Linked DNA regions of Mus musculus: region 1 is linked to region 2. The links are chromatin contacts, called in public Hi-C maps. All regions are on one chromosome and are shown on one strand. Each heading gives the region's core, a stretch centred on a gene start, on an enhancer-like site or on the middle of the called end of the contact. The rest is flanking DNA. Distances are from core to core; before and after follow the strand shown. Region 1 has its middle 17 kb from the start of Gm52637. Region 2 has its middle 38 kb from the start of Gm30944.

Region 1 (2,785 bases), core at 39-2,538, 380 kb after region 2:
TACTGAGACCACATGACTGAAATCGCAAGTCTGATCTGCTGGGAGGATTGAGAACTAAGGTTAGAGGAAATCCCAGAGAAAATGTGGCCTGTAATGAAGACTGAACAAAGCATCATTGGTGAAGGGGTCATACTTTACTGAGGTATAGGGTATTGCTTTGGCAGCAAACAAAACCAAGTGGGAGAGTGGGGTCCATGGGGCAGTTCAGAAATCTGCTCAGCCTCCTTTGGATGGCTCTGTCCTTCTCCATACAGCTCCTGTATGTTCCACACAGGAAAGTTTTCTAAGCTGAAGAACAGGATCTTGCCAGAGGGAGAGAAGGAAGAGAAGGGGAAAAAAACATGGAAAGAGGAAAGAGAGGACTTATTGAAAGAAGATTGTTTTTGAAGGAAGGATTGCTAGCTCATAGGTTCCATTGGTGTGATATCTCTGCAGCCACCAACCTCATGACCCTTGAAAGACAAATGTAAAACATCTATACCAACATGTTTGTCTCCTCTGTGACTAGCCAAGTGAGGATGTTGTCCCAGTTGCTTTGACATCACACTGAAATAGTAGCTTAGTACAAATATAGATGGCTGAGAACTTTCAGAACTGTCCATAAATAGTGTGGGGGAAGGACTTTGAGACTGTATCCAGTGATGCCATTTCAATCACAACGCTAGGAAACCAACAGTAAGAAGCATCAACCATTGTCTCAAATAACCATGGAATGTATCTTCAGTTCTGGGCTTATGTATAGCAAGTGGAGGTGACCCTGCAGCCCAGAACAAACACAGTGTACATTCACATAGGAAGGAGAGAAGGCAAAAGAGAGACTAAGGACAGAAAAGAAAGAGAGGGGCAGAGCAGACAGAAGTGAAAGGAGAGAGAAAAGACACAGCTTCATCGCCTCAGAAGCACGAGAGGAGTGACTTGGGTACCATTGTGAGGACTTCCTGGACAAGGGGTCCTGGAAATTCTTCATCCACTTCCACGTCTGTTTCATAGCAAGGGGTGTGGAGTTTCTAAACAGTCTGCATCATATCTGACCCTTCTAATTCTGCCCCCTTCTGCAGGTACTTGGACTGGTCTCCCAGGAAGAACGTGGGGAGTCTTAGGATATTTGATAGACTAATCTTTAATGAACCAACAATGTATCATCAACACTGTAGAAACATACTTGTACAAAGTCCTGTCATGGAGAGCGCCATGTCACTTCAAGGACTAGGTTCTAACAAGATCTGCATAAAGAATCTCTGGTATCCATGCTTTCTGAGTGCCTGCTTCTGCACGGATCTGGGCAAGATCATAAGCCCTGCTTACATCATTGTCACCCAGGATGGAGGGTGGTTTCAATTGACAGCAGAGACTGGCAGGAGCCTGGAAAAGTACAATAATATTCGAAGTTGCCTTCAGTCTTATTTTTATTTGGGCTAATTTGCATGACTGGTGGATGCCAAATGAAGATATTTTTCCTTCTCCTTGGAATAGCTTCATTTTAAAATATCGTTCTTTTCAAAGTGCCCAAATATTACTGTGGTGAATAACGAGCAGACGGGAAGTGGGAAGGGTGGGGCAGGTTCAAATGCTTTATGCTCGGCAGAATAACTTAGCTTTTCAGATTTCTAGCCTCCCTCTGTTCTGCTCATCTGAGGGCACCATGCCCTCCATTCCGTGGAGATGCAGCCACCCAAGAGCCCCATCAAACTCCATCGACCTCCTACACGCAGCCTATTCGAAGGGCGTATGGCAGCTGCCCCTCTGCAGGATTAGCATGACTCACTCTATAAGCGAGGGAAAGCTTCCAGGCTGTGGGACTTTGCTACTTGCAACTCTGCCGGAAGCATCCATCACTCTGCAGCGAGGGAGAAAAACAACCCAATGTCTCATCGAGTCATAGACACTCTGAAAATGGAGTTGCAAGGAGGTTTGTTTTTTTATCCCTTTTGGAGCAGGCACTATCAGGAAGCCACCGACAGTTAAATGTTTGACTAATTTGAGCGCACAGCTTTTTTTTTTGTTAAGAGAAAAGAGTGTATCTGTCTGGTTTCCAGAATGGTAGGTGCCATATTGCAGAGTTCCACTGTTATTTCCCCAGCCCTAGTGAGCTGCTGTCTCTCCCTCCTCTACCCAAAGCTGCACCACCCTCCCAGGCCCTTGTAAAATGTCAGCAGTTCTTCCAGGAAGCCTCGCCCCTGTACCAGTTCATCTCACCGCTAAACAATTTAGAGATTAATAATGTAGCAACAGGAGAGAGATTAAAAAGCCATCTGGTGAGCAAGCCCAGGCACAGCTTAAAATACCTACAGCACCAGAAAGAGATGAGTGCTCAGAGAGCAAGGCTTGGGGTCAGAGCGCTCTGAACTCAGTGTCTAAACCTTGGACTTACTAGCTGTGTTCATTTGGGGTGGTCACTTAACCTTGTCCTGCGGGTCAGGGGATAATACTCATCCCTCTCTCAGAGGACTTTAGAAATGAATTTATTGTCGTTGCAAACAGGCTAATGCAAATGGCATAAGCACGTTAATCCTGCAGCAGGGATTGACCATCGTCCATCCTTGGGGAATACCACCAGCTTCGGGGCTGTTAGAGTGAGACTGACAATGTGCTGGGCAATCCCCTCACATCTGCCTATAGAGATCGGCAGATGCCAGGGTCTAGACAAAAAGCTTCACTGTCTCTGACCCTCATTGGCTCTGGGAGTCGGAGCTCACAACATTTCAAGAGTATCTTCTTTCATTCACCAAACACTTGTGCTTTATGTACCGGGGCGCTCATCTTGGAGACAAGCCTCCTTACCCTC
Region 2 (2,700 bases), core at 22-2,521:
CCCATCTTAAAGTACTACAACTTCCAGTAACTCATTGCCCTTATGTAGCCTCTTCAGTTTCAAGGTGAATTGGCCAGTCTCACAACTTAGTCTTCTCATCTGTAGGTGAGGTAATATGAGGACAACATGACACAATGTAGGTCAAGTTAGTATAGGGCTTGACATGTAGTCATTAAGGATTTGTAGTTATTACTGAATGAAGAAAAAAAAAGAATAAAAGGAGGGCATGGTATACTAGGTACGGTAGAGGAGAAGTCTTATGGTAGATAGGAGGGAGAGTGCAGACAGAGGCATCAGGGAGAGAGTCCATAGTGGACATGACCAGCAGACTGAGGTGGATCATGTGAGGAGAAGTGAGAAGGAAGAAGAGGGATAGAGAGGAGGGAGCTTGGAGCAAGAGGCCAAAAGGGCTGGTGTAGCCAAAATGGCTGGATTCTATAGGGAAGAGCAGCTAGGGGAAGGGCAGCCCAGCCCTTGGGCTGCAGAAGTTTAGGGTAGAGGGCAGAGTATGCCAGCCAAGAGGACCCTGTAACAGGGACTGAGGGATGCTGGGAGAACCTGGCCACCAGATCCAGTTTGATCCAGTTAAATCAGCGCCTCAGCTCTTTGTCCCAGGTTTGAGACCTAACAACTACTCTAACTTCAGCTGCCTTGTACACTTGGACTGTAAATATTTGTAATTGACTTGTGTAATGAAACACTTTTATTACAGATAATCTCATTTTATTGCCAAGCACACACACACACAAGAAGAGAAACTTGCATTAGGGGATCCACCCACCGCCTTTTTTTTAAAGAAAAGTTCTCATGATGCAGCCCTAAATGTCATGGGATGCTCTACATAGACCGGGCTAACCTCAGACTCACAAAGCTATATCTGTTTACGCTGCCCATGTGCTGAGATTAAAGGTATGGACCACTATGCACTATGTATATCTCATTCAGAATATCTCACTGTCTTGCAAACCTGAGGGTGTGTGTGTGTGTGTGTGTGTGTGTGTGTGTGTGTGCATATCATACCAGTGATCCTCATTCTTGACCTATCAATTTGGAAGATATAACAACCACGAGCCTTAACTCAACTGGAGAGAACTGTAGAAAACACGAGTCAGTTTTCTAGTGTTGTGTGCTGGGATCCCCTCAATCTCTCCAACTGCAAAAACAAAAGAGTTGCTAGAGAACAATTTGTTCTCTGAGCTCCGCACAGCAGAGGAAATACAGGAGGAGTGGGGAAATTGTGTTGGGAAAGTCATAAGCCACCTTTTTTAGGGCGGGCGAGATGACTCAGCCAGAAGGGTGCTTGTCATCAAGCATGACAGCCTGCGTTCAATCCCTGAGATCCACACAGTGGAAGATGAAAACTAACTCCCACGAGTTGCCCTTTGACCTCAACATGCCTGTTCCCTCCCTCTACAGGAATAATAAATGTAATTATAATTTTTAAAGAAGGTCTGTTTTCAGGTCCTTGGGCAGGGGGGCAGGGAATTGCTACAGAAGTTAAATACTTCAGTTACATAAGAATTTTTAAAAATAAATGTTACTGGTCTACTTGTGTGCCAAAAACAGCCATCCAAAGAGAGGAACAGCAAGCTTCTGCATTCTGAGGCTTGAAAGGAGGCCAGACCATGCAGAAGGTAAAGGCGTGCACGGTGAATCCTCAACACATCTCAGCAGCCGAGTGCTATTACCATCATCAGGAAGGAGAGACAACCGGATCCAAATTCCATTTCAGCCACCTGTGTGACTCTACAAGTTTTAATTTTTTCTTACACTTATTATTTACTGGGAGACATGTACACGGTGGCATCCTACATGTGTGGAGGCCAGAGTGTGTGACTAATTCACTTTGCAGTGATCATCGTCGTCACTGCCACTACCACTAACAGTGTCTTGGTGACCATTTTCAGACTTACTCATCAATAAGACTTCCGGGGTACAATATTCAAAATGCCTTCCCAAATGTGCCAGGGATCTGAAAGTCTCCCTTTGGGAATATAGTGTGCAGTGGAGTCTCATTTCCTGAGAGACGAAACTTCCATCTTAGCCCACTTCCATCTTAGCCCGCACTTGGGAATCGAAAGCATGCAAAATCATGCCCAGGTTTCTTGGTCTTTCACTGTCAGTCTCTTAAATATGATAGGATGGCTGAGCATTTGGAAAAAGGGTGAAATTTCAGAGTAACACCCCCCACCCAAATACCATAAGAAACCTTGGTAAGGGACTATAATATGGAACTATAGAGCTGGCTCAGTGGTTAAGAGCACATACTGCTCTAACAGAGGACCACCATTGGGTCCCAGCACCCACGCTGACTCACAACTGCCTACACCTCCAGCTCTAAGGGATCTGATGCCTCTGTAGACACCTATACTGTTGTGCACACACACAAAGAATATGAAATCTTATAAAGAATCATGTTACCCTCACAGGAGAAAACACTGCATCGTGTAAGGGGGTAAAATGCAACTTTTAAAAAGAGCTCATGGAAACTGAAATATGGGAGAAAAATTATCTATTCAAAATAAAAATTAAAAGAGTTAAGAAGACATAAATGGAAAGCTAAAGTAGGGAAAAATAAAAAAATTAGAAGATTAGACTGGAACAAGAAAATGAACAGAATTGAAAGCTGATTGGAAGGACTGCTGAGGTGCCTTTGAGAAAAACAAATTAAACCCTGAGAGAAAAAGAAAAGCAGAGATT

Evidence for each region. A called contact is a pair of places that touch in the nucleus more often than the background predicts.
Region 1: a Hi-C map of cerebral cortex shows a contact between it and region 2, with 2.1 times the contacts expected there. The contact joins two enhancer-like sites. A contact is called at or near these places in 2 of 484 Hi-C or Micro-C datasets (cerebral cortex and myocytes) and 1 of 9 other capture datasets (embryonic stem cells).

What each region holds. Positions count from the first base shown.
Region 1 is chr3:85,367,218-85,370,002 of GRCm38.p6, forward strand. No RefSeq gene overlaps it. Among named protein-coding and RNA genes, the nearest start is that of Gm52637, 17 kb to the right of the region's middle. Within about 2 kb of position 1,289, at least 58 of the 459 cell types and tissues checked have an H3K27ac peak or open chromatin away from gene starts, as enhancers often do. A contact at or near this core is called in cerebral cortex, where this site is marked.
Region 2 is chr3:84,983,935-84,986,634 of GRCm38.p6, forward strand. No RefSeq gene overlaps it. Among named protein-coding and RNA genes, the nearest start is that of Gm30944, 38 kb to the right of the region's middle. Within about 2 kb of position 1,272, at least 13 of the 459 cell types and tissues checked have an H3K27ac peak or open chromatin away from gene starts, as enhancers often do. A contact at or near this core is called in cerebral cortex, where this site is marked.